Regions from separate parts of the Mus musculus genome. Here all the other regions are linked to region 5. Evidence: chromatin contacts called from public promoter capture Hi-C data. All regions are on one chromosome and are shown on one strand. Each heading gives the region's core, a stretch centred on a gene start, on an enhancer-like site or on the middle of the called end of the contact. The rest is flanking DNA. Distances are from core to core; before and after follow the strand shown.

Region 1 (3,966 bases), core at 1,279-3,778, 1.7 Mb before region 5:
TCTTTATAGTGGGCTCCAGGTCAGCCAGAGCTAGTAAGACCCAACAAAACAAAACACCATCATGTGGGCTGGACATGCTCAGTGGTGGAACACTTGCCTAGCATGTCTGTCTGACCTGTCTAGGACTCAGTCCCGACATTCACACACACACACACACACACACACACACACACACACACACACACACACACACCTGATCTACAGTGTAGTTCAACTAATTTAAATTCATTCCTGTCTAGCTTGCTAATGAATGCCTCCTACTTTTCTAACTGCTGGCCTGGCTGCTTCCCCAGCAGTGTACCCCAAATACTTGCTGTTTCTCTTGGCCATGAGCTCATGAGCCATCTCTTTTCATGGCAGCTTCTTCTTCCTCTTCCTCCTTCTTTTATAAAAGAAATATTTATTTTATGTATATAAGCACATTGTAGCTGTCTTCAGACACACCAGAAGAGGGCACCTGATCAGTTTACAAGATGGTGTAAGCCACCATGTGGTTGCTGGGAATTGAACTCAGGGCCTCTGGAAGAACAGTCAGTGTTCCTAACCACTGAGCCATCTCTCCAGCACCCCCCTTCTTCCTTCTCCTTTTCTTCCTCCTCCTCCTCCTCCTTCTCTCTCTCTCTCTATGTCTCTCTCTCTGTCTCTCTCTGTCTGTCTCTTCCCTCTCATTCTTCTCCTCTCTCTCTCTCTCTCTCTCTCTCTCTCTCTCTCTCTCTCTCTCTCTCTCTCTCTGCAAACATCAATCAGCCAGGTAACTCAAAACTTGCCTACCTCTAATCCCTCCAGTAATTGGTTGTACCATTTTTACTTAACCAATAGCTTTAAGTTAAGGAACAAGGTTTGCACAACAAACGCTGGTAAATGAGAGAATTAGTACAGAATTTAGCATCACAATACACAGCCTCCCACCAAACAACCATCACTAGAGTAATCAAATCCACAGAGATTAAAAATCAGGACTATGCTAGCTTTGGGTGTGTCTCAGTAGTAGAGAGCTTGCATAGCGTGTGTGAGGTCATCAACTTAATACCCAGCACTGCTGCAACCTCCAACAAAAGGTAGCACAGTACTTGCCAAGGGACAGTGAGAAAGAATATAGGGATAGACATTCAGTTTTGCAAGAGCGGCAGAGTCTGAACAACTGAGGATGTTGCCCAAGAGGAGAACACTTGCACAGCATGTGCAAAGCCTTGTAGTTAATTCCCACTACCACAAACACGATGGAAACAATCAAGTGGCAGCCTTCTGGAGTGCCTGTTTGGCGATGGCTTCACCAGTACTTAATCCTGCCTGACCTGTATACTTGATAGTGATTAAAATGGAAGATGGTCCAGTGGCAAGAGGCTAGGGGGTTAGGTCTCCAGAAGTGTGCGCTCTGGAGAAACAGTGACACACTTCCTCTAACAAGGCTACTCTTCCTAGTATCACCAACCACCATGGGCCAGGCATTCAAACACAGGAGTCTATGGGGGCCATACCTATTCAAACCACCACAGCAGAGAAATGGAGAGTTGAAGCATACCTGGACTACATAGTGAAGGCTAGCCTGGGCTACAGAAAGGAAAAAGTATACAAGTGGAGTTATAGGTAGTCTGGAAGTCACTGTCAGTGATGGAAACTTATATAGATGTTCTGTTTTGTCCATTTACTTTGTCAGTGATTTGAAGGCAAAAATGATTAGTTAAATGAGCATGAAGAAGGAAATATCGGAGGCCTGAGAAGAGGGACTTGAAGTAGCTACCTAGAGGGTGGAAAAATATAGCATAGCTAAACACCATTTACATAAGATCAAAAGAAGGCAGCCAAGAGATGGCTCATCGGTTAAGAGCACTGACCCCTCTTCCTGAGTTCAAATCCCAGCAACCACATGGTGGCTCACAACCATCTGTAATGAGATCTGATGCCCTATTCTGTGCTGTCTGAAGACAGCTACAGTGTACTTGGATATAATAATAAATAAATCTTTAAAAAGAAAAAAGAAAAGCAGGTTAAAGAGGGAAAGCTCCATAGTCAAAATTGAGATTGTGGGGCCCGAGGATGTGACGCAGTAGCAGGCAGAATACTTGCCTAACATATGCTATGTGGAGGGACTCTTTCTCACAAAACAAAACGAAAACAACAGCAAAACAACATCATGTAACAGAATGCTAAAATCACTAAGAACGTTGACAACAAAAATTAATGACTAAAAAAAAAAATTAATGACTATGAATCAGAAGTTAAGTTTTGAAGAATGAGGGTAAGCGCTGCAGTCTTCTGGAGGTAAGATTTAAAGCTCTTCCAAACGGAAAGACTACAGCCTCGTCAGAGGGCGTTGGCCCCTTTAAGGGCTGGCGTTTGAGAATGGAGTCTACGCCGGGACGGGGCGGGGTCTTCAGGGGGCGGGACCACTTTGGGGCGGGGCGAGACATGCAAGGGAGAGAGGGGCGGGACTTCTAAGGGGCAGGGCGCGGTAGGCTCAGGGAGAGGGGCGGGACCTCGTGCGGGGGGGCGGGGCGCAGCAGGCGCGGCGAGCGAGGCGGAGTCTGTGTTTCGGTCAGGTTGCGGCAGCGGCTGCTGTAGTTCAGAAGAGCGAGGCCGAGGCCTGGGCCCAGCCCGGAGCCGCTGCCTGACCCGAGCCTCCTGGAGCCCCCGAGCCGGCTGATCTTAGCGGCGGGCTCGGGCTCCGCCTGCCACCGCACGCAGGACCGAGGCTGCATGCCGGAGGACCAGGCCCACGCAGCCATGGTGAGCTAGCGCGGCCTGCCCCCCACCCCCCGCAGGGTGGCCCGAGGACGCCGGGCAGCCGTCTCACCCTTCTTCCTGCACCCTCCCTCTGTCTCCTCCGGCTCGCGTTCCCCATCCACCAGTAGGAGCAAACCTCTTTGGGAGACATCCCTTAATCCCCCTTCTTTCCGGTGACACCCTTTTGTCCCCCGGTGACAGCCTCCTTCGCATTCTCCTCGTCCCCCCTTCCCTGTCTTTAACCCTCCCCTTTCTCCTCAACCATTTTAACCTTTCTCCTCTATGGTCGTTAGTCACCCCCACCCCCCACTTTTCCTTCCCACACTTTGCTTCCTTTCCCTCCTCGACCCTCTTCACCATTTTATCTCCGGCGCCCCCTCTTCCCCTTGGTCCTCGACCATCCGCATTTCCTCTGCCCCTTGTCGGATGTCCTCCGTCGCCGGCTCACACATCTGTCCCCATTTCCTTGTGCAGGTTTCAGAGGGCTAAGCAGGAGCAATTGGAAGGCAATTGCTACCCGGGAGCTGTTGGGCGGGTACATACAGATTAGTAACCTTTCTTTCTCCGTTCTGTTTTGGAGTGGGGAAGTGAGGGGAGATTGGCGGTATGGAAGAATAGTCTGGAAGCTTTACTACTTAGTGTCATTGCAAAAACCTGAGTGGGGTGTGTTACAGAGTACATCCTGTAGCCTTATGTGATTATCAGGCCTTTTGACAGAAATAGCCAAAAAGGGTTGTTACATTTTTATTTTGAATGTGTTTTCATGTGGAGTTACCGTTAGGGAAATTAAAAATCTTTTGTAATTTGCAGGCTTGACAGTTGTTGCTCAGAGCACATGATTTGTTTTTGTTAGGAGGCAGAGACCAAGGGCATTTGAGGTCTGAATATCAGCCTGGCAGTCAGATTGTGACAGTCTTTCGAATACCTTCCTCCGAAAGGTTGTATTTGTCCTGTCCTTTCTGTCCTTTCTTGGAGAAACCCTTTCTTTGCAAATTTTCCTCTGCTTCAAAATGGCTGTGACTACAGTCCCATTTTTAAGTGTTATCCGCGTTTTGCTGTGTATATATTGAAAGCATTGTTCTATCCTATACAAAATAAATGTTGATCTCTGGGAGGAAATAATACATTCTAGTCAAAAAGACTTGTTGATAATCATAAGTTCCTAGGTTGTATTTCCCTCCATCTGACTTTTAGGAAGGTAACCTACCGTCTGGTGTTTAACCGGGAAACACTCCCTCGCTC
Region 2 (3,699 bases), core at 384-2,883, 1.1 Mb before region 5:
GCTTTCAAATTGCCTGAATTTCCAAGAATAAAATAAATACAGCACTGTTGAAATTTGCCTACACAAATGGAGGTTGGAAGGGGATAAACGTCTGCGGTTTGTTTATTCTATCACCCCAGGCTTTCTGCACCTTGTCATGTGACTACTGATTTAAAAGATATACAGTTGTTTATTAATATTTCCCAAGCACTATGCAAATTCCTATTGCCATGGGTATCTTTTGCCCTTCCAGCTGTGAAGTGAACACAGAAGCATTTTGTATTTAACAAGACTAAAATATGTTAACTCAAAAAGAACTCACGTTGACTAGCATTTCTCTTCAATTATTAATGAGGACATGAAGAGAGCTTGAGTGGTCAGATGTAGAATCTGAATAAACATTGCCTCAGGCCTGATGGTCCACCGGTACCTGATGTTCAAACTTAAATTTGATAATGCAAAGTCTAGCCTTTCAGTCTGTGGTATTGCTAAGCTGTGGAATGATGCAATTTATGCTCCAGACTTTGTGTGTGTGTGTATGTGTGTGTGTGTGGGGGGGGTTTGAGTCAGGGTCTGGGTAGCATGGAACATGCTATGTAGATTAGGCTGGCCTCTGTAGACTAGGCTGGCCTCAGACTTGCAGCAACCCTCATGCATCTGCCACAACAAACAACTCAATGACTTTAATATGTATGTAACACAATAAAAATACTATAAATAAAGTATATATAACATGTCTTCTCCTTTCTGGTGCTGGGAACTAGGCCTAGGATCTCACATGTACTAGACAAGCACCCACTGCACCTAGAATTTCACCCAGAAAATTTGAAAACCCTTATTGAGACTATGATATTCAAAAGACTCTTAAAATCTTTATTTTTTTGTCAGGATAACTAACAATTTTCTGTTAAGTACTTTGGTTTATTATTATAACAAGTATTTCCTCTCTTGAAAAACCCATTCAAAACATCCCAATCTTTGATGTAGGGAACTTTAAGAAAAAAAAATTTTTTTTTTATGTTTTTAAACAGGAACAAGAATTCTTCAAATTTCTATAGTTTGACAAATAGAAACAATTTCATTTCAATCTATTCTGGTGAACAGGAATTATTTTATACAGAAAATCATCCTGTCACTTCTGGCAAACTAAGAGTGAGTGCTATTCATTCACATGTCCCATGGAGTCGCAGTGTGATGCTGCCATGCTCACATAGATTACTTTATCACAGATCTTGCAGTGGGAAACAAGGTTTTGGGATGGCTGAAGCAAAAGAAATCAGATCCCACAGCATCTCCAGAAAGGAATGGATCCAACCTTCTCCATCAGGACAGTCTTGCTGGGGTGGGATGGGAAGGTGGATCATTCAGTGAAGCGGTTGCCATGTGAAGCGGTTGCCATGTAAACACAGAGACCTGAGCTTAGATGCTCAGCACCTGCGTAAAACCAAGGGCACATGCCGGTGACACCAGGGCTCAGGAGACAAAGAGAAAGATATAAAAGTAACTTCTACTCACCTGAGGTGATCGTTGTCTCCGAGGCTTGCTGCCTCTGTCTGCTAACCTACGCTAGTCCTGGAAGCTTCTAGCCTCTGTACAATCTTATCTAGGTCTAGAATATTTTCAGCCTCTGAGACTCGCTGCTGAATAAGCTCACACTTTCTAGGTTGGTTTTTTTTTTTCCTGAGCTTTGACTGTTTCAATCTGTTTTCTCTGTGTGTGTGTTTCTCTCTCTGCCTGTCTCTATCTCTGTCTCTCCTGAATTCCTTTGCTTGGTCTCATACTAACTTAGGCAATCTGTTCTAATCTTCTGGCTCCTTCTCATTCTATGGCTCATTCTGACTTCACCTATGTCTAGCTTGTTCTCTCTGCAGCCTGTCTCTGTAAAACTCCCCAGTAAAATTGCCTCCTTCCTTTCCTCTCTCTCTAAAACTCCTCTCTCTTAAACAGCTTCTCTTACCTCTCTCTTCTCATGAGAGTTGGGCGTATCCTATTCTCTCATACCTTTCTCTGGTTCACCACTTTGTCTGCCACTCAATTAGACATCACTTTCAAACACGGCTGCTTCCTTCTACAAACTAACCTGACCTTCATTGTTTGGGATTAAAGATGTGTGCTAAAGGTGTGTCTGTATTCCAGCCAGAGAGATTAAAGGTGTGTGCTAAGGGCTACCTACTTCATAACTAGAAACATTTTTTTTTCAGTAAATAACAATCTCAGGGTTCACAATGTGATCAAATATTCTTCAACAGGAATACACATATATATATATATATATACATATATATATATATATATATATATATATATATATATATATATATATTCATTCCTGTTGCTTCCTGGCCATTTAGTCTGGCTGAATCACTTAGCTCCTGGTTCATCGAGAGACTCTGTCTCAAAAAAAATAAGATGGTTAGTAATTGAGGAAGATATCCAGTATCTATTAGCTTACACACACACACACACACACACACACACACACACACACACACACACGTGTTCATACACAAAGACATACACACACACACATTTTTTAAAAATTAAAAAGTAGTCCTGGGCACTGCATAGTGTTTGAATCAACTCTGTCTCCTGTCTCTTTCCAGAGCAATGTGCAGGCAGCATCAACGGCCACGGTCAGGACCAGCTTTTTCCTGTTATTTCTTAAGACCGTTCTTGCCTTTCCCAGGAGCAACCGTCGTGGGCATCAGCATGAAAGCCTTGTCTCCTGTCTGTCTGTTCTGCTCACTGCTTGTCTCCCGTCTGTCTGTTTTGCTCACTGCTTGGCTTTGTAAACGGGACTTTCACTCTGTCTTAGCGATGACCAGGGCAAGTCCAGACAAAGCCGTGCTTCCAGCTCTGTCTAAGCCATTAACACCCGCTGGGTTAGCCAAACACCCCTCTGGCTCAGGCTGCCCAGTGCAGCTGGTGGTCAGTGGATCCTGCCTGCTCGGTCACATCCCTGCTTGGAATTAGCTGAGTCCTGCCGCCCTTCCATCAGTTGATAACGCTTGAGTCAGTAATGTAGATAATGTCACCTTCTTCAAAGGACACTCCATCTGGCTTTCTGGGCCGTGTCACCTGGGGCTCTGAAGGCTGTAACTTGCTGTAGTTTGCTGGTTTGGGAGGTAACTGCCATTTGGATTCCCCCAGCAGCTGAACCTGGGGACAAAAAGCTGACTGCTCACTCCTGCCACCAGGGTTCATGTACCCCCAAGGCTGCTTTTTTTTTTCTGGTGTGTGAGAAGAAACCCCCACTAGTTCCCACACCCATAAAGGATGCATGGTCATAGGCATCTGACCTCCGAGTGCCCTGGCTAGCTCTTGCCACCAGAGCCCCTGAAACTGATTTTTTAGGTATAGTTTTAAATAACAAGGTCAGTGAAAAATTTAGACAGTTTGAATTGGTGAGTACTGGAGAAAGATCGTCTACCCTCCATCTAAGGGGCCTGTTTTTAAAATGTGAGGTATACATAGGTGTTAGAGCAGGGCAGAGACAAAGCTAGACTATTGTTCTCTGTTTGTTTGCTTGTTCTGTTGTTGATGATTTTGTTTTGAGTTTTTGTTTTGTTTTGTTTTTGAGACAGGGTTTCTCTGTGCAGCCCTGGCTGTCCTGGAACTCTGTAGACCAGGCCTGCCTTGAATTCAGAGGTCCGTATGTTGGGATTAAAGTCACTTCCTATCTAAAACTTAGACTCTTTGAATGGTGCCAGTTTCCTGTAA
Region 3 (4,011 bases), core at 1,333-3,832, 1.5 Mb after region 5:
TTGAACACTGCTTCCACAAAGACAAAAAGTATTGGCATCCCGGGAGCATCCTGTGGTCACTGTCTCTATTCTTTATTCCAACTGAACCTTCTCCCCGCTATAATTGCACCCACTTTTGAGTTTTATTTTTTTAGAAACAGAATCATTTCTATCTTGCTTCTTTTACCTGAGATTGTTTGAGCTTTTTGTCTGTGGCTGCATATAATTGAAATTTGTTCTCTCTTATTGATGCACAGTATATATAAGTCTCTACTACTTATCTTGTTCTGTTAAGAGACATTTGGAAAGTTTTTGTATTTTTATTATTATGAATAATGCTGCTTCAAGCATCCTGTGTTTTCTATTCATGCCATTTTGCCATGTTAGAAAGACATACAAGTATAACACTCATCCCTATCATTTTAGAAGTAGCTTTTTTCTACCCTATTTCAGAGTTTGCCATTAAGACCATCTCACAGGGTTTAGTTTGATATTCTGATATATGTAGATCACATTCAGTTTCCTATAGCCATCCTTCCCAGTCTTTCATAATTACATTCCTACATTTAGGCCATGTTATTTCAGCTTCTACATATGAGGGAGAAGATGTAATACTTGTCGATTTGTGCCTGGTTTATTTTACATCATCCAAGTTCTTTCATTTTTTTAAAGGATAGGATTTCAGTCTTCTTTATAGCTTCATTGTGTTTATATATATCCTTTTCTTGAGCTGCTTAGTGGAGGTGGGCACCTAGATTGATTCCATATTCTCAATAATTTGGACCTGCAGGTGTTTCTTTGGTACGATGATTTAATTTCCTTTGGAAGTGTTCTCAGGCTTGGGATAGCTGGATTGTCTTTGAATTTGGGGGGGCGGGGAGCAGGGCACATCTTTTATAGTAGATGCTTTGTCTTTCCAACAGACAGTGTAATAGAATTCCTCGTATTAAAAAAAAAAAGCCATTCTAACTAGGGTTTGGTTTATATTTCCCTAGAGGCATGTAGGGCAGGTGGGCTGTGTCACTAGACAGGCATAAGAACTGGTGAGGCTGAGTGGGCTCCCATCCCAGGAATCTCAGAGATTTGAGAATGGCAGGAGTAGAGCCTCTGCCTTTCTCTGTACCTGCTCTGGAACATGGAACCATGATACTCAACTGAGAGGACCACAGGCACCTGGAGTTCTTCTCCCTGATAATGAGGTATCTAGATAGTCTTACCCTTCAGCCAATGACCTTCCCTTCCTGGATATTCACATGCCCTTCCACTAAGAGTTATGTAATCCCTGGTTCGCCCTGAATAAGGTGTATGTGTCCACATTCACCCCCAGTAAAGCAATATGAAGAAGCTAAGATCATCTCCGTGAGCTGTTTCACTAGAGATCACCACAGCAAAGGCCTTGGCCTAAAGATTCTCAATGCTAAGACTCCCAAATAAGGCTTTTCTCTTCTCCTATCGTTCTTGTACTTGGCTCTTGTTCCCACTCAGACCCTGCTCGGCTCAGGCTGTCTTCCCCTTCCTGCCTGGCTTGAAGACACCCTGAGGGGAAACATGGACCTCAGACCCCTATTCCTGATTTCCTCTCCAGGTGCCTGGATAGCCAGAGAGAAGACTGGGAACTACAGCATTCATTCCAGACTACATTCCACTTCCGGTCTGGTGTGTAATGGTGTCTGACACCACAAAGGGAAACACAGGCTGTGGCATTTTGGGCCTTTGCTCTGTCTTCTCTGGCTGGCCTGCCGAGGTGTTTAGACACTCCGGCAGAGAGACAGAATGGATACCTCAGAGGCTATTGGTATTGAGCATTTTGCACATGTTTGTTGCTTATTTACATCCCTTTTATTAAGTGCCTGTTAAGGTTATTTGCCCACTTTTAAACTGGACACGTTATTTCTTATGTACTCCGGATAGAAATATTTTGCCAGATGGAGAGTGGCAGATGTTGTCTCTGATTCTATAGTTTGTCCCTTCATTTTACTGATTAATTTCTTTGCTTCCTAGAAGCCTTTCATTTAGTGTTTTCATTTGTTTATTTTTGCTTTTGTTCTCATTCTTTGTGATCATATTCATAAGCACATGGACAATCGAAACGATAGTTTCAAGTCTTGCACTTAGGCCTTTGGTCCACTTAGAGTTGGTTTTTGTAGTTTGTTAGCAGTAAGTTCTTTTTTTTCTTAAGTCATAAGAGATGTTCAAGATTATTAAATACCTTTTAATGCATCTTTTAAAATGATCATAGCATCAAATAACTTTACCCACTGAGCCATCCTGCTAGCCCTTATCAAAATTTTAATACACTTAATTAACAAATTTGAACTTATTTATTTACTGTGTTCATGTCTATTTGTGCACGAAGGTATATGGGGTATTGCATGACACTGCACATATATGAAGGTCAAAGGATAACCCACAAGAGTTGGTTCTTTCATTATACCTTAGAGCCCTGGGATCAAACTCAGAGAGGCTTAGTGGCAAGTGCCCTTACCTGATGAACTGTCTCTTTGTCTATGGATTTGAAAATATTGAGCCATTCTTGGATCCCTGAAATAAGTCAACTGATCACAGTGATATTGTGTGTGTGTGTGCGCACGCGTGTGTGTGAATAACCTTTGTGCCTTTTTGATGTGCTGTTCTGCTGAGTCCTGCGTGGCCATGTAAGGGATGGAATGACATGGTTCCTGCCCCTGGAACATAGCCATCAGGGCATGGGCCTCCATGAGTGTTGACGGTTGCTGTGGGCGTCAAGCTTGTTTGTATAATACTGTCCAGATTTTCATATTTCTCCTTCGAGGAATGTTCTCTCTGACAAGGTTCATGACTCCAGGATAATCAGAGACAGCACAAGTCCAGGAGATGAACAGGTGTGTCTAATGTCTCAGCAAAATTGTAGAATGTTGTGACCTTCAGGAAAGCCTTGGGAAGGAACTCTGAAAACATGAGCTCAAAAATTTATAATTTCTCAACTATGCAAAATATAAGAATGCAATATGAATTATATAAGGGACTTCACTGATGTAAAGGAACAGAGGCAGCAACACTATGAGCCAACTTGTCAGAAAGATATTAAGGAAGGAGATAAAGAGATTTAGGGAGTGGTGACCCGCAGGGCAAGATCACACCTAGCTAATTTTTTGTTTGTTTGTTTGTTTATGTTTTCAAAGACTGGCAGATTTAACGTCAGCCTGGGACAGAGGGAGTTTAGGTCCAGGCCTAGGCGTGGTAGGAATAGTAATTTTAGGACAGGATCCCACCCAGCTAAGTTTATAAAGTCAGCAAGTTCTCTGAATTCTTTTACAGTGTTAAAACAAAAGTGCGTTTGCTGTCCTTTTTCTAAGACCAAGGAGCTAGGTCATGGAATGCTGATTCTAGGGATGCTAAAGAAGGAGCCTGGAGTAAATGACTGAATTGATATGTAAATAAAAGATTGGGCTTTTGATCTGTATGAGATGAGCCAGCAGAGAGCAATAGCAGTTTTTTGTTCTTTGTTTATTCTTAGAAGAATTTCTAGCAAGAGCTGAGCTGTCTGGAGATCTCTGAAGAGTGAGCACAGCTCTTTCAGATTTTTTTTCCCTCCTAGCATCTACACAGTTGCTTGGAGAGCAAACACAGTTCTTTTAGATTTTTTTCTAAAAAAAATCCAAGAACTTTTTATAGCAGCTTTTCTGAGTTTGGTTGGAAAAACTATGAGCAATCCAGTGAACTTTTAGAATTTTTTTTTTTCTAGCAAGAGAGAGCTGTCTCAAGCAGAAAGCTGTGTCAAGTAGCCTACAGAACCAAGAGCTATCCACAGACCTGCTAGGCAGCCATCTCGTGCAGAACAAGGGCCATCCTCAGCTTGATCCAGAAATCGACTTTGAGTGGTTTGTTTTGTTTCGCAGCTCTCAAACACCCCTTCTCTTGAACCCCTCTCCAAGCCAAGGCTGTCATTGGCACTCTTCAATGGATATTTTGGGTTTTGTTGGGAAATTTTATTTTCTGTTCTTTAGCGTGTGTGTGTGTGTGTGTGTGTGTGTGTGTGTGTTTGGTATCAGG
Region 4 (3,853 bases), core at 1,099-3,598, 1.4 Mb before region 5:
TGTAACATATTCCATGTTTTCCATTCTGAGGTTAGGACATCTTTAAAATAAACAGCCTGCTTTAGTTTGAGAGGCCAGATCTTTTGTATTTAGACTCTATCTTAGAGAACCTGACCTAAGTTAACTAACAGGCCAGTACTTTGCACCAGTTTCCAGGTTAACCCCTAACAAACCTGTATCTAGCACCAGTTACCAGGTTATCCCCCAACAAAACCTGTGTCTAGCACCACTTTCCCGGTTATTCCCCAACAAATCTGCACCTCCAGGTTACAAGCCTCCCCCTGGCACTTCACTTCCTAACAACCACCAATCAGGAAAAAAGCAGAAGTTTATGGCTTGGTTCCCAGAACCAGCCAATCATGTTAAAGGACATAATGGCCCCCAATCAGATGTGTACCAGGTTAGATACCCCCTTCTTGCCTCTGTAAATGCTTGTCTGAAACTGGGCTCGGCCCCCTCCCATTCTCCTGCATCAAAGATGGTGGTGTGGCCCAAGCTCGAGCTTAAATAAAGAGACCATAATGAGATTACATCGGAATCGGCTCCTTGGTGGTCTTTTGGGGGTTCATGAACATTTCCTGGCACAGGTTCAGCAGTTTTTTCTGCAATCCAATGCCTTTCTGCAGCCATAGGTTTTTTTGCTTACTAACATTCAAAAGAAATTTAAGGTTGATAAAGCACTATGCAATCTACCTGTGGGGGTCTTTGTTACCCCTTTTAGCTTGTTAAGCACCTCTTTTAAGGTATAATTAGATCTCTCCACAATTGCTTGTCCTGTAAGATTGTGTGGTATACCCGTAACATGTTTTATATCATAATATGTAAAACATTGCTTCATCTTATTAGAGACATATGCTGGAGCATTGTCAGTCTTAATTTGTATGGGTAGTCTCATAATGGCCATAACTTCTAACGAATGCATAGTTACAGAGTCTGCCTTTTCAGAAGCTAAGGCAGTTGCCCACTGAAATCCTGAATGTCTATAGTATGGGGTTTATATTTTAGTTCGCCAAACTCCGTAAAATGAAACATATCCACTTGCCAGATTTCATTTCTTTGGGTACAATTAGGGTTACTTCTTGTAGGTAATGGGGTTTGGTTATATAAAGAACAAGTAGGACATTCCCTCACAATTTCCATGGCTTGTTGTCAAGTGATAGATAATTCTTTCTTTAAACCTTTGCTGTTAACATGGTGTGTGTGTGTGTGTGTGTGTGTGTGTGTGTGCTTTATAAAATTCTGAAGTCTCTAGTACACTTCCTATCCATAGCTGCTCAATCTCACTATTACCTTGTGCCAGAGGGCCTGGCAGAACTGTATGGGCTCTGATGTGTGTTATATACAATGGATGCTTCTTAATTTCTGATCACTGTAGCTGAATAAACAATGCCAACCATTCAGAATCATTCTGATTAAGTTCAGCAGTCTCTATATACAAAGAACTTTTTTATTGTGTAGAACAGCCTGGTCTAGAATTCACAGAGATCTGCCCATCTCTGTCTCCCGTGTCTGCTGTTATTTAGCGCAGATGTTGTGCGGTGCCTGGCCACACCCCTGACCCTTTGTTTACAGGGAATGGTGTCTTGGCCTTCTGTCCAATTCTGGCTGCAGCAGCAAACTTAATGTTGCATTTCTGCACGCCATGAGTATTGAGCGTTAATTCCCTTAGGACAGGACAGGGTCAACCTGCTGTGCCAAGCTTGGGAGAACCTGAAGTGGCTTATCCTATAGCTGTGGTTTCCAGGAATTCTCCCCAGGTATTGCCGTTTGTGGCTGCATCCGCTGCATGCAACCTAGAGCTGGTTTCTCGCACTCTACCTGGCACTGCAGTGTTTTGCCCTTGGGAGAAGCTCCAACGTCTACTTTCTGTTTTTAAATTTAGTAGGGGCCTCTTTAAAAAGCCTCCTTCTGTACTCTCTCTGCGGGTTCCTGCTTCTTGGCTAAGAACTTTCTTTCCCAGCTATTCGTCTTGTGTTGTTCGGGGAAGCTTTGGCTTCGGTCTGTTCTTGTTCTTTATTTTTTTTGGTTTTTAGAGGCCAGATCTCTTGTCCGGCTAGCCTGACTATTTCCTGCTTTTTACCTGGGTCTTTTTAGGCTGTAAGCTTAGGTTCTAACTACCCCGTGTTGGGCAACATTTTGTTGATGGTCGGTCCGGTTCTACCTCTCATTCCCATGTCCCCAGAAATAAGACTCAGACTCAAAATATATTTACAAATACCATGGCCATTTAGCTAGGCTCTTCTCTGATTAGATATAACTTAAAATATCCCATTTATTCTAGCTTGTATTCTGCCACATGGCTGATTACCTGTGTACCCATCTTGTCACATCTTCCCAGAGAATCTCCTGCCTGGTGTTAGCATTCTGTCTAAACTCCACCCCAACAGTTACCTGGCAACAGCCAGGTATGCTCCTCCCCACAGTTACCAGGCAACAGCCAGGTAGGCCTGGCCCACTATAAAAGGGGCTGCTTGCCCCCTCCTCTCTCCCTTACTCTTGCTTCCCTCTTGCTTCTCTCTTGCCATCTTGGGCTTTTCCCTTCCCCCTCCCTTCCTCCTCTCTCCACGTGCTCATGGCCGGCCTCTACTTCTCTACTCTCTTCCTCTCTCTGCCTTTCTCTGCCTCTTCTACCCTCTTAACTCCCCTCCCCATGCCCTGAATAAACTGTATTCTATACTACACTGTCTTTGTCGTGGTGTGGCTGGGGGGGGGTGCCTCAGCATGGGCCCCCTGAGACACCCCCTTACCTCACACCTCACCACCCCCCATAGAACATATCTTAATATTATTTTATCTTTTTATAATCACAACACCTGGTTATCTCAGAATCCTTCTCCCAGATGTCCCACTTCTATTTCCTGCCTAAACCACAGGCCTTTTATGACAGGTGATGCATTCATACAATACCCAAGACAGTCTCTCTAGAGGATAGAAAGACAACTCAGGGGTTAGGAGCCCTGGCTACTCATCCCGAGGGACTGTATTAATTCCTGGCACCTACATGGTGGCTCACAACTGTAACTCCAGTTCCAGGGGCTCTGAAACTCTTTGGGGGCTTCCATGGGCACAAGGCATGTTTGTGTTGCACAGAAATTCCTGCAGGAGAAACACCCATACAGGGACTGGAGAGATGGTTCAGTGGTTATGAGAACTCAGTGCCTTTCCAGAAGACCCAGGTTTAATTCCTAAAGGTTCACAATTCTCTGTAGCTCCAGTTCCAGAGGATCTGGTGCCCTCTTTTGGTCTCCATAGGCACAAAGCATTCATGTGGTACACAGATATTCATGTAGGCAAAATACCTGTACACATACAAATAAATAGATTTTTAAAATTTAAACACATTTATTATTATTATTACTACTATCATTATTAATTTTTTAATATTCCAAGACAGGATTTTTCTGTGTAGTCCTGGCTGTCCTGGAACTCACTCTATAGACCAGTCTGGCTTCAAAATCAGAGATCTGCCTGCTTCTGCCTTCTGCAAGCTGGGATTAAAGCCACACACCGCCACGCTCAGCTTAATAATTATTTTATTTTTTAAAGATTGATTTTATTTTTAATTATGTGTATGGGTGTGGTGGTTTGAATGAGAACGGCTCCTGTAGGCTCATAGTGTGAATGTTTGGCCCCCAGTTTGTGGTGCTGCCCGGTGTGTGGGTGCTGGGAATAGAACTCAGATGATCTGCAAGAGCAGTTCACACACCTAGATATGGAGGCAGCCCATTTTTGACAGTTTTTAAGGCTCGTTTCCTCCTATGTTTGTTGTTGTCTCTGCTTCCTCCTCCTTTGTACTGACCTTCAATAAACATTTGGGGGGGCGTGTTTTAGGGGAAAAAAGGAGACTTCATGC
Region 5 (3,779 bases), core at 924-3,423:
AGATAACAGTCACTGTCTTCTAGAACTCACAGGGCATCCAGCAGGTAGATGCTGTTCAGGACACAAGCTAGTGTCCTTTTTACTCAAACCAGCTTCAACTAAGTTTTGCAAGAGTCTGGTCAAGGGTCAGTGGGCTGCCCTGGAGCTGTCTGTCAGAGGGCTCAGGATGGGGAGGGGCTTTCCTCTGATTCAGTCTGGCAGAAATGCAGGACTATGAGTCCCCGGTGGGAAGACAAAGGGTGAATTCCAAGACCACCCAGCTCTGCCTGACCCTGCAGTGGGAGACTTTATGTAAACAGAGTGTGAGGGAGTGGATTAGCGGTTGCTGCTGGATCACACAGGCAGAAACTATCAAGCTTGGGACATTGATGGGATTTGGGGGTTAAAAAGTTCTTTGTCAAATCCTCAAGAGAGACAGAAAGGGTCCAGAAAGTAGGTAACTATTTGGGAAGCTATGGTAAGAAACTAGGCATGAGGCAACAAAATCAGAGATGGGATGGAGACACAAGGCTGAGGGGGTTGAGAGTTCAGGCTCTTACCGAAGCCAATGTTGACTGCCTGCCTTATTTATCGGTTGTGCTGTCTTGGGCACATGACTCACACTTTGAACCTCATTTTAGTAAAACTGGTACTAGACACCAGGAGGCCGTGGACTGTAAACTGCACACACGAGTGGCACAGGTATGGCGTGTAGGGCCCCATTGTTCCTTGCGCATCCTTCCATTTAGTTTAGGTTAACAACCTCTCACTAATACACTCTTGCCCCAAGGGGAGCCGTCAGGTAACAGTCCTGTCTTCTGGTGCTCACAGGACATCCAGCAGGTAAATAAATGGCAAATAGAACCTGCAGACAGACCCAAGGAAAATGGTGCAGGTGGGGGTGGAGGTGCAAAGTGATTCTGATCGATGCACCCTCTGCATCTCCTCTCCCTGGGTAAGGTCTTCTGGTCTGGAGGTCACTCTGCCTGGCACCTGCAGGCTAAGCCTGTGGTGCTCAGTCTGCAGCATACAGCAAGAAGTAAATAGAACAAGAGGGTGGTTGCCATGCGGGCAGCGGCAGGAAGCAGACGCTCTCTGAAGCCTGATGCAAGTTAGAGAGGAATATAAGGAGGGCAAAGGGAGCCCATGCTAACCCTGGATGAGGGGGAAGACGCTTCACTGTGAAGAGAAGTCTTAGCCTTGGTGCCGGCTGGCCTATATGAACTCCTCATCTACTTACTGGGACGACTACATCTGGATGCAGAATCTGCTGCACATTACACGGAATTGGGGGCTGATCCTGCCTTTTAATCTCTCTTTAAACCTCCATTGTAAAAGGATCCGAAGCACCTCGGACCGCAAAACAAACTTTCACCTCTTTCCTGCATAAGGCTCCTCTCCAAACTGACTTTCTAACCTTTTTCCTCTCATGACTGTGCTCCTCAGCTTCCTACTTCTGCTCAGCCAATCTCTCCACTTGGATCTCCCCCCTCCCCATTTCCCAGAACCACCTTCCAGAGGCCATTCCTCCTTTGGAATGTGGGGGGCCTGAGTTACCTGACTGTTGCGCACTTCCCGAGGGTTTAGGGTCCCTCGTTTTCTAGGCACTGCGCATGCCCTGCACCTAGCAGACACTTTATAAACCTAGGGTTAGGGTTCTGTTTGTTGCCCCGGTGCTTTTGCTGCTTCCGTTTCATCCTTGGACAGTCCCTTCCCCCATCACACGCCAGGTCCTTTGCGATCCCCACTCCCACGCCCATTCCTCCGGCCCCACACGCCCCCGTCGCCCAGAGAACCGCTACCCCGGCGCACAGCCGCGCCCCGCGCCGCTCACCTGTTTCTGGATGTCCCGCACGCGCTGCTCGTGCAGGCGCGGCGCACTGCTCAGCTTGAACACCACCCAGGCGCGCACGTAGTAGTAGATATCGAAGATGAGCGAGAGCGGCAGCAAGAAGAGGCACACGAACACCCAGCGCTGGTGGATGAGAACGAACTCCAACCCCTTCACTCGCACCCAGAGCAGAAAGAGCAGCGCGCACACGGCCAGCGACACGGCGGGCTCCATGGTGTCGCGGCGCACCGCGCGGAAGGGTGCGGGCTCGCGCCGCCCGTCTCCTTCGCCCGCTCCGCGCTCCGCCGGCTCAGCGCCTGCCGCCACCGCCCCGGGAGCCTGTAAGTCGGGCCCGCCGCCTCGCGATTGGCTTGGGTCGCCAAGGTTCGGTGGGCCGAGACCCAGGCGGCGACCAATGGTGAGCCGCGCCGGGGATCGGACCAGGGAGCCGCTGCGTTCATTGGCTGCGGGAACCGGGATGCTCCACCCTCTTCTAGTCGGCGTGCGAGGAGGGGCTGACCTGGGCTGGGGGCGCTGGTAGGGTCGGCAAGCGGCGGGCTTGGCGGGGTTTAGGGCTCTCGCTCTGGAGGCAGCGGGACCACCCTTGATCTCCTCCTTGGGTGGTGCCTCCCGTGGACACACGTCAAGCAGTTGTGCATTGGGTTACCTCCCCAGGGTGGGAGGCGCTCCAGACAACCACCCTGCAACCCTGGCAGGAGAGCCTCTGGCCTTGACCGGGGCAGGTCATGACACTCTGTAGGCACATGGCCAGGAGGGGGAATCCTTTCAATTTTCAGGGCGTTTACCATAAATGCATTTGAACTACCCCCCTTAGCAGTTCTGGGCCGTGGGTAGCTGGGACCCCCATTTTAAAATACGCGATGGTGAATTCCACCTGTCGAGTAATTTTAAAAAGCACAGAGGCGTTGATGGCATTCTTCCATGCTGAACCCAAAGTGGATGGAGGCTTGGAGACAGGAAGAAAGAGCTTCAAGGCGGCATGGCAGCCCTAGATTAAGAGTAAGAACCCAGCACATGGCCCCGGCCTTGCGGAGCAACCAGGCCAGGCTGCGGAACAACCTCTGACCTCGCCAGAAGCTTGAGTCCGGTGGTATTTGCACTTTCCCTGAACAGGAGGAAGCTCTGAAGATTTTTCAAACCTCCCAGGGCCTTGTCTGCTTCACGTGTCTTTCCTTCCCCCCCCCCCCCCCCTTCCACCTTTGTCCGGACACGGACTCGGGCACTCCATTCTGCCATCCTTTATAGCGCCACCTTCCACCTTCGGTGAATCTGTCCCTAGAAGGCTCTTTCCCCATTGTATCACCGAGGTAAAGCACTACACAGCCTAGAGATTCGCGAGGTGCCACTTCTAAAGCCAAGTTTATGTACTTCTTTCAGAGGCTCACAGTTCTTTCCATTTTTATATAATTGTCCCTTTATGTGTCTCTCCCTCCTACAGATGGAGCTTTAGGGCAAACAACACCTTGTTATTACAGCACTTTTGAATTTCCAATTTGTGGCATAATGACTAGGGCATTGTAAGGCACACCGTTGTTGACCAAAGGATAAGTGAAGAATGTATGTGGGAGTTCAAATATCCAATAGAAATCAAAGTTCAAAGTGAGAGGTTGTTTACCCTCAGCTTCCAAAGGGAGGAGTCCAGACTGGAACCGACCGTCCTACCCAGCTATGACAGCTACTGATAGAGCTGTCAGTAGCTTACACAAATTGAAATGTCCTTTAAGTGTAAAACACATGTTCATAATATTCATATTGACTTTGGTCAAAATGATTACATTATCTTGGGTTAATAGTAAAATTTTTATTTCTTGGTGTGCATGTATATGTGTATGTGTAGACATAACTGTGACCTCGAACACTCCTGTTTGTGCAAGGGAGGACATGTGTGCTTATGTGTGTATACAAAAGTTCAATGTCCACCCTCCTTTTTGAAACAGTGACTTTCAAA
Region 6 (4,201 bases), core at 1,620-4,119, 1.3 Mb before region 5:
CCTCGCAGTGTACAGCTTCCACGCTGGAAAGACTAAGGAGCCTCTACCAGACAGGACCAGGCTGAGTAAGCCATCCTAGAGGCTCAGCACACGGCGATACACACATGGCTCACCACCTTCCCCAGCTGGAACCAGAGAAGCACACCCTCAGCTGTCCAGTGCAGTGGAAAAGCTCTGCGGACTGGAGAGGTCCACAGAGCCAGGCCTGGGCTGAGGCAAACCTGGGCACTACTCCAGGTGGCCTCTGGCTTCTGGGCGGGGTGGTACACTGGATAGGTCCCTTACCCCCTGTAGTTCAGTCTCCTCCTCCTGTAGTCATCAAAAGAGAAAATGCACAGTTTGCCCATGAGCCCAATTTAAGGGCTTGCTCCAGGTGCCTACAGGTGAAAGTGAAGGGGACAGATGGGGAGTTCTCCAGCTGTGGGCCAGCATGTCCAACTTCCAGAAGGGAGGGCAAGTGTCTGTTAGGGTGGCAAGGTCAGCTGAGTCCAGGGTTCAGGTAGATGCCCAAGGGATGGAGCGATGGGCCCTGAATGCAGGGACAACTGAGGAGCTTGGCTCAGAGGTGGGGACCAAAGGGGACACAGAGATGAGGGGGAAAAGTCAGCTGAGCTCAAAGGAACACATCAAGGCAGACGTTCCTACCCAGTCTGTACTAAGCTGAGGTAACAAGGACCTCCCCAGAGCAAAGTCCGTAATCAAGAATGGGACAAGACAAGGGTCTTAATTAGAGGCAAGGGGGTAGGCTGGGCATAGGGGCATGCATCCTTCATCACAGCCCTTAGGAGTCAGAGGTGGGTGGATTTCAAGGCCAGCCAGAGATAGTAAAACTGCCCCATCCCCTCACCCCAAAGATGCAAAGGTGGAAGAGGACACTCACTTGCCCTCTCTGGCCAGCTTTAGGGCATGGACACCGAGCCAGGGAGGGAGGGCTGCCTAAAGAGGAAGCCTTTAGTTGGACCTCAGAGAAAGGGGTGGTGATAGAGCGTGAGTGCTCTCTCGTGCTCTCTCGTGCTCCCCCCCTTTCTTGCTCTCTCTCTCACCCAAATCTCTTGTGTTTAGTGAGACTCCAGCCACAGCTGTGCAGCCTTGGTGACACAGACAAGGTCCCAGGAGGAAGCTGTACCATGATGGATGAATTCATCTCTCAGTCCCTCGGTTTCCTGACCTAGAACACAGGGCTAACATTTTGGGGCGAAGCGACTTTGAGGCACCATCAATGCCTTCCTTCTGGGACTCCAGGGAGGGCTGGGCAGCCTTCCTTCTGGAATGGCTGAGGGCTCAGATGGACAGGAGACATGTGTGGCTCAGGTCCCATGAAGTGCTAGACAGAGACCAGGCCACGCAGGGCACGACAGGCAGGCAGGACAAACCTGGAACTTGGGCCTTGGAGGCAACCTGGCTCAGTCCTCAACTTTATGAACGGAGAGACGATGCCAGAGAAGCTGGGGCCAACCTGAGGTGACATTTCTAAGGTAAGCTTAGCAAAGCAATTCCTCCCTCACAGGACCCAACACGACAGAACTAAGAGCAGCTGAAGAGATCAGGCAAGAGCACTGGGAGGTGGCTCGGCTGATAAAGCGCCTGCTGCGTAAGCAGAACGGCCTGATTCTGCTCCCCTAGAACACATATTAAAAAAACAAGCCACGTATAACCCTAGGAGGGTAAGGGAAGACAATAGAACCCAAGAGCTTACTGGCCAGCCAGCCTAGCCAAATGTATTTAACATTCAATGATAGACCCTGTGTAAGCACAGTATGCATGTATGTATGTATGTATGTATGTATGTATGTATCTATAATCCATCCATTTATCCATCCATCCATCTATCTTTCTATCTATCTCAGAATCAAAAAGGAGCCACAGAACCACAGATTCAACTCTCCATGTTCCAAAATAAACATTTTAGAGTCTCAAAACCCCAAGCTAGACTGCTCAGGCCCTCTGGGTCAGAACGTGGGACACTCGGCCATCAAAGACTCTCACAAGCAAGCTGCAGAAGCCCAGAAACTCTCGTCATGGGATCTAACCCAGGTGCCAGGAGCAGTAGGCATGGCCACCCCTCCCCCACCGCAGGCCCAGGAATCCCGTTCCCACCGCTGACATATGGCCAGTCTGCGCAGGCAAGAGGCTGAAAGCTGTCCCTTCTGAACAGGGAGGGAAGTAAGTTCTCAACGGGAGACCCCCGCTTTGTACAAATGGATTCTTCACCCTCCTTGTTCTTTGGCTCTGGTCAGAAAGATTCCCAGGGCAGTGGCAAGAAGCCAAGCGCTGCCACGAAATGACTTTAACCAGCAGACAGGCTGGTAATAGGTTTCGGTGGGAAAAAGGCAGGAGCGGGGTGATTCATTCCAACTTGCTATGTGATAAAGAAAATTAAGGCATAATACTGCGGAGGCAGTGCCCCTGTTAACCTGTGCGGAATACCAATTACTCCAAGCTTCTCAAAATCGCTAGAAATAAAAAGAAAACCCCAGAAGAGTGTGATTGTGGCCCAAGGCTCATCTGGATTAGGGCTGTTTGTTTGCCCTGGCACCCTAATGATGAGAGGGAGGGAAAATTCCCCGTTACCTTGGAGACAGCGATGCCAAAGCGGGGGTGGGAGAGGAGAGGCAAGCCCACGTGCAGCCACTGATCTGCTTGGCAAGTGCTTAGGGTAGAGGGATCCCCAGGTTCACTCAGGGAGGGCTGGGTGCAGAGGCTGCTAGGCCTCCCCTTGTCCTTCCCTCTACGGCACCTTCAGTGCTAGGTGTAGCATACGGGAGGGGCTGCAGAGAGAACATCTGGTGTATTGCATGGATGCATCACCTGTCAATTTAAAAACCTATGGCCTATAGGAAAGGGTAGAAGAGAAGGTGGGACATCCGGGAGGCAGAAAGAATTCTGGGATAGAGCCAGGCACGGGAAGATTCACAGGGGAAGATGTGACGAGGGGGACACTTGGTGCCTGAGCCCAGGTAAGCAGCCATGTGGCAGAATGGATTATTACAGTTATGATCTAGTCAGAGAAGAGCCTAGCTATATGGCCAATTTATACTTTGAGTCTGGATCTTATTTCTGAGAGCACGGGGCTGGGAGGAAGAACCAGACCTAACTCACACAAGGACCAGTTTCACTCATCCTACTCGTAGGAGAGTCTCAGGTCTGTACTGCTGGAAGCCAAGAGAATCAGGAGCAGAAGGGGGGTGCTTACTGTGTGCCAGGCACCTGCCAGGTACTGGTGAACTCTGAAGTTAGGGAAGACTTCTGGGGGAGGGGGAGGGGGGAGGGGAAGCGGCGGGGGCAGCCTCCCTGCTCACAGGCCTCTGGACCACATCTCACAACTCTCGCTCCTTATACAAGCTAAAGATACCAACTGCCTTGAGCCAGCCTGCTCCCCAGTAAACCACCCCTCTATGGCTTGCATGGAGGTGAAGCCACCTATCATGCAATCATTGCTTGCACTACAGAACAAATTCACTCCCCTCCAAGTAGCCAGTTCCTCTGGGCATGGACGTTTGGGAGAGTCTCGTCTACTGCCTGCTGTGGTCTTCCTCCTGCCAGGAGCAGGTTAGAGGTCCCAGAGCTTAAATCCTGCCTCTGCCCCTATGTGACCTCATGCAGGCTACTTGCCTGGTATATATAATGTACTCTTAGATGAGGAATGTGAGACTTGGCCCTGACCATGGAGTGATGGCCACCACACTGCTCCTTAAGGTATACAAAGCCTATTACATATAGATCCTCGCTTGACTTGGTGCTGAGAAATGAACCTAAGGCCTCACGCATGCTCTAAAACTGAACGACACTATCTATCTATCATCTATCCATTTATTTTGGAGACAGGGTAGTAGATCACTCTGTCGCTCAGGCTGGCCTTAAGCTCACTGTGTAGCCAAGGACGGTCATGAACTTCTGACCCTCCTCCTACTTTTGCTATCATGCCTGATATCATGCAGTGCTAGGGATTGAACCCTGGGCCTCGCGCATGCTAGGTTAGCACTCTTCTAACGAGCAACCTGTCCAGTCATTACTTAGTTCTTACAGCTCTCCTGAAGTTCAGAGAGGGACAAGATGGCCTACATCACACAACGAATGAGTAGACCTACTAGGTCCAGTGCTCTCCAGCAGCTCAGGGTACTTCCTCTAAGGAAGGGGCTACAGTGGGAATTCAGAGCTTGATCCTGGTCAGTCCTGTGAAATAAAGAGGAGTACTCTTTCA
Region 7 (3,917 bases), core at 1,271-3,770, 1.4 Mb after region 5:
AAAAACATCTCGGGGTGTCATCGTCCCTGCTTACACTATAGTTAAACAGGTATTACTCTCTGCACATGGCTTAACACCACTTTCTTCTAATAAGAATGCAACGTTTCTAAGTGCACCCCACCCACCATCAGAAGAATGTCTAGAAGGGAGAGCAATGGGTGCGAAGGCTGTCGTCGGAAATCCAGCTCTTGCTTTCCTAAGGATAAAGCAGGAGGCAGGGGGCTTGCCAGCACAGGTACCAGAGAAAGTGCTGATCCCACCCACCAAGGAGACACTCAAACCCTGGGAGGCCTCAGCCCAGGTAGCTGCTGCACCCAGCTTCTATGCTTCTAAGTATTTAGTGGTCTCATCCTCCTCCTCACCCCAGGACCTGGAAGGGTCTTTTAAAAATTCAACAACTTGATTATAAGACCTTAAGTCATCTGGCTCACTACGCATGATAATAAGCCTGCCGCCACCAGGAAGGCAGGCCCCCCAGTGACAAGTCCTCTGAATAGCATCCTAAGGTTGAGCGCCTGGGATCTGAGCAGAGAATTGGATCTCCATAACTACTACTGTAAGCCCCCTGGCCTTTCACAGCCCGTAATCTTCCCTCCAACTGTCCCTATCACAAGAGGGCCATTCTTAATTTTAAATTCTAAGAAACCCATCGTCTCACAGAATTCTAAGGAAGGTAGTCCGGCAAGAACAAGAGGCCACTGCCTAAGAGTCTTCAATGAAGGAAGTTAAGCCAGGTCGCCACAGCCTGCCCCGGCTAACCCCCTTCCAAAAGGATGAAGCCTCCGTGCAGGAGTTCTTTCTATTTTGGGGGAACTTAACTGGGAACACAGATGTTTCTTCCGTTAGCCGTGTTGGCAGAGCGGCTCCTGGACGGCATCCGAGTTCTTAATGCAGGAAGGGGCCTCACAGACCATCTACTTGAATCCACTCATTCAACTGAGGAGGATACTGAGGCCAAGGGGGTACTTAGGTGGCACACCCAGCTGGTGGCAGAGGGGCAATGCTTTGGTGACAAGTTTTCCACACATTTACATCAAAAGTCGCTTTAAAGGAAAAAGTCCTATTTTTTTACTTCAACCCTGGATGTATGTCAATTGCTCCCCCCCCCCCCCCGTTTAATAAATCCTTTTTCTCCCACTTCAATTCCTGAGCCTCCCACCGCTCTTTCAGCTGAAACTTGCATCTGTTCTAATAGTTGAGCTAGCGCCTCAACTTTGAGGGAGTGTAGCTCCACTGTGGCCCCCAAGCAAGACTGTGGCAGGCAGCCTTTCTTTCAGTGGCCTCCCGGCACAAGTCAGGGAGTGAGCTAGTTTAAAGCTGATGCCCGGGAAGCGGCCTATCAACTGGCACACAGTAGGCGCTCAACAAGTGATGTGCTCCTCGCTGCCCAGCACCTGGCCCGGTAGAGCCGCGTTCCACCCTCTGGGGCTTTCAGCCAAGCGAGTAGCGAGTGACAAGGCCGGCTAGCGCGACTGGCCCTGCAAGGCAGCGCGACGGAAGGGGTGGATGTTTACATGCAGCCGGGACGAGCAGCGCCACTCCGGCAGGAGCCTGCCTTGCTCGGAGACCGAGATGGGTCTCACTCGCATCTGACTCGGATACAGAGCAGAGAGCCACAGGTTTCCTCCATATCTTGGAGCTCGAGCTCACACCTTCCGAGGTGCTGGGCCGGACTCCCAGCTGGAGATCACCCCTAAGGAGGTGGTTCCAGCTGCCGCGAAAGCACAAGCACGCCCCAACTTGAATTCGCAGGCCGGGGATTGGGGGTCCGGGAGGGCGGGGAGCTCGCGGCCAGCACGGCGCCCGGGGGTGGGGGAGATGGCTGCGGGACCCTGGGGGCTGACAGCGCAGCGGGGCCCGGGGCCCGGAAGGGGTTGGGTGGGACCCGTGGGACTGCGCTCACCCATGAAGAGGCAGAAGAGGTCCAGGCAGATGAGCAGCACCCGCTTGCTGCCGCCCTTCCTCGGGTTGTTGTTGAGCGCCGGGCTGCCGCCGTTCTTACTCTCAGGGACGATCGCCTTGTCGTACTTGTAGCTTTGCATGGCGCTGGCTGCGGGGAGCCTCCCGGGGCGATGCGGGCCGCCGCTGCTCAGGAGCGGGTATGCGGGCTCGGGACGCGGCGGCGAGAGTGCAGCCCGGCGGAGTAGTTCCAACTGCAGACGCGGGTAGGTTTCCCCTCTGGGCGCCTCTGCTTTCCTCTCAACCCCAAACTGTTCGCTAGTCCAAGGGGAAGAGAGCCAAATCCCGAGCAGGAACTTTTGCAGAACTGTGCTGCCCCGGACGCGTCCGGCTGGCGTGCGTCTGCGTGCTGGAGTTTGCGAGTGGGCAGCGTCGGCGTCCCGCCACGATCCTCCGCAGCTACTTAATGAATGGAGCAGCGCGGAGCCCTGCAACTCCGCAGCGTCCTGCAGCTAGCTCTCCTCAGCGTCTGCCCAACTCCAACTCTGCCTCCTCCTCCTGCTCCTCCTCCTCCTGCTGCTGCCGCCCGGGCTGCCGCTGTGATCGCTCGGTTTGTTTTCTGAGCTTATATTTCACGAGCGCCTTTAAAAAGCGAGGGGGGAGGAGAAGGACCTCCTTACTTGGCTCCAACAAGATTCAGAAAGCACAGCCCCTTCCTTAAGCTGCCTAAAACGTAGGATAATTAAGGCCACATTTCCCCCACCCCTTTTCCAAAAAAAAAAAAAAAAAAAAAATCGTAAAAGAAAAAGTTGTTCTCAAACCAGAGAATCAGGGAGCCCCTAGCGTTCAGAAACTCCAAAGCATCACAAAAGGGGAGGAAAAAAAACATATAAATAAAATTTTTTTTTCTTGCTGGCCTTTGATTAGAGGTGGGGAGAGGATCGGTGGGAGGTCTATAATACTAAAATGCTTTCTTTATTTACTTGTTTATTTATTTACAAATTTCAGCCTTGAATTGGATTATCCTAAAAATTCAATTTTCAAGGAAAGCTAGGTTGGTTGTTGTTTTGCTTTTAACGCTCAGCACCGGATAATTGTGCTAGATTCCGAAGATCCTACGGTGTAAAAGACTCCGGGCTGGGCGGTGGTGGCGCACTCCTTTAATCCCAGCACTTGAGAGGCAGAGGCAGGCGGATTTCTGAGTTCAAGGTCAACCTAGTCTACCGAGTGAGTTCCAGGACAGCCAGGACTACACAGAAAAACCCTGTCTCGAACCTCCCCTCCACCCCCCCCCCCCCCGAAAAAAAAAGAGACTCCAGAGCCAGACCCCCTGTTCTAGAATCCTATGTCTCTGTGCCTTAATTTCCCCGCGAGTAAACTACAGACACCAAAATATTTCTCCCCAGGCAGTCATGGTGGAGATATAATTGATTCTTTCTCATGTGCTTCTGCAGCAAAGCTTGCACAACAGAGGAGCTCGGTGAGTTGAGCCAATACTACTAGTTCTGAACGTGGGTAACCAAAGCCAAGCCTGCCCGCCTCTTTCCTAGTCCAGCTGGCCTCCGGCATACCTGAGCATTATTGGCCTTGACTTTCAAGGAATCTGATGTTTCCCTTTGAATACTTTTTATATGGTTTTATATGATTTTTAAAGTTGATTACTTTTTTATGAGCTGGTTTTTTGTTTTTTGTTTTTTTTTCCTTCAAGAGAATCAACACTTGAAGGGTCAGGACCCTCCCTTACATTTTCCTTAGTATCAAGCTTGGAGCACAGTACATAGCATACAAATGCACATTTCTTCCAAGGGTCTTTATAATACAGAGGTGGAAATGGCTCAATGGTTCTAGCATTGTTGTTTGTTTGTTTGTTTGAGACAGGGTCTCTCTCTCTCTCTCTAGCCCTAATATGTCTTAGAACTCACTATGTAGACCAGGCTGGCCTCAGACTCACAGAGATAGATCTGCCTGCCTCTGCCTCTCGAGAGCTGGAATTAGATGCAGCTGGTTCTAGTTTTTAT

What was found. Promoter capture Hi-C pulls out the DNA fragments that hold promoters and counts their contacts.
Region 1: a contact with region 5 is called in a promoter capture Hi-C map of pre-B cells, with 2.6 times the contacts expected there. The contact joins the promoter of Zyg11b here to the promoter of Dhcr24 in region 5. A contact is called at or near these places in 2 of 39 promoter capture datasets (hippocampal neurons and pre-B cells).
Region 2: a contact with region 5 is called in a promoter capture Hi-C map of stem cell-derived epiblast-like cells, with 2.3 times the contacts expected there. The contact joins the promoter of 1700047F07Rik here to the promoter of Dhcr24 in region 5. A contact is called at or near these places in 4 of 39 promoter capture datasets (cranial neural crest, embryonic stem cells, second pharyngeal arch cranial neural crest and 1 more), 1 of 115 datasets of contacts at active chromatin or transcription factors (embryonic forebrain) and 2 of 9 other capture datasets (adipose tissue and liver).
Region 3: a contact with region 5 is called in a promoter capture Hi-C map of liver, with 3 times the contacts expected there. The contact joins the enhancer-like site here to the promoter of Dhcr24 in region 5. A contact is called at or near these places in 5 of 39 promoter capture datasets (the 3T3-L1 cell line, hippocampal neurons, liver and 1 more) and 1 of 115 datasets of contacts at active chromatin or transcription factors (large pre-B cells).
Region 4: a contact with region 5 is called in a promoter capture Hi-C map of pre-B cells, with 2.5 times the contacts expected there. The contact joins the promoter of 4930407G08Rik here to the promoter of Dhcr24 in region 5. A contact is called at or near these places in 2 of 39 promoter capture datasets (hippocampal neurons and pre-B cells).
Region 6: a promoter capture Hi-C map of stem cell-derived epiblast-like cells shows a contact between it and region 5, with 4 times the contacts expected there. The contact joins the promoter of Lrp8os2 here to the promoter of Dhcr24 in region 5. A contact is called at or near these places in 3 of 39 promoter capture datasets (hippocampal neurons, pre-B cells and stem cell-derived epiblast-like cells) and 1 of 115 datasets of contacts at active chromatin or transcription factors (pancreatic cancer cells).
Region 7: a contact with region 5 is called in a promoter capture Hi-C map of stem cell-derived epiblast-like cells, with 6 times the contacts expected there. The contact joins the promoter of Plpp3 here to the promoter of Dhcr24 in region 5. A contact is called at or near these places in 4 of 39 promoter capture datasets (the 3T3-L1 cell line, the C10 cell line, pre-B cells and 1 more).

The regions. Positions count from the first base shown.
Region 1 is chr4:108,299,652-108,303,617 of GRCm38.p6, reverse strand. Zyg11b (zyg-ll family member B, cell cycle regulator) reads left to right here and starts at 2,528. Exons shown (of 14, transcript NM_001033634.3): 1 at 2,528-2,727. The coding sequence starts at 2,698.
Region 2 is chr4:107,687,534-107,691,232 of GRCm38.p6, reverse strand. 1700047F07Rik (a long non-coding RNA gene) reads right to left here and starts at 1,633. Exons shown (of 4, transcript XR_867984.2): 1 at 1,495-1,633. It also overlaps a transcript of Dmrtb1 not described here and the pseudogene Gm12899.
Region 3 is chr4:105,088,217-105,092,227 of GRCm38.p6, reverse strand. All of the region lies in intron 1 of Prkaa2 (protein kinase, AMP-activated, alpha 2 catalytic subunit), which reads left to right. Among named protein-coding and RNA genes, the nearest start is that of Gm36893, 20 kb to the left of the region's middle. Within about 2 kb of position 2,582, at least 11 of the 459 cell types and tissues checked have an H3K27ac peak or open chromatin away from gene starts, as enhancers often do. A contact at or near this core is called in liver, where this site is marked.
Region 4 is chr4:107,952,427-107,956,279 of GRCm38.p6, reverse strand. It overlaps 4930407G08Rik (RIKEN cDNA 4930407G08 gene), which reads right to left and starts at 2,348. Exons shown (of 3, transcript NR_131071.1): 1 at 2,309-2,348.
Region 5 is chr4:106,559,432-106,563,210 of GRCm38.p6, reverse strand. It overlaps Dhcr24 (24-dehydrocholesterol reductase), which reads right to left and starts at 2,173. Exons shown (of 9, transcript NM_053272.2): 1 at 1,814-2,173. The coding sequence starts at 2,044.
Region 6 is chr4:107,821,690-107,825,890 of GRCm38.p6, reverse strand. Lrp8os2 (low density lipoprotein receptor-related protein 8, apolipoprotein e receptor, opposite strand 2) reads left to right here and starts at 2,869. Exons shown (of 2, transcript NR_151515.1): 1 at 2,869-2,957. All of the region lies in intron 2 of Lrp8 (low density lipoprotein receptor-related protein 8, apolipoprotein e receptor), which reads right to left.
Region 7 is chr4:105,155,950-105,159,866 of GRCm38.p6, reverse strand. It overlaps Plpp3 (phospholipid phosphatase 3), which reads right to left and starts at 2,520. Exons shown (of 6, transcript NM_080555.2): 1 at 1,904-2,520. The coding sequence starts at 2,042. Gm29838 (a long non-coding RNA gene) reads left to right here and starts at 3,196. Exons shown (of 2, transcript XR_376486.3): 1 at 3,196-3,917.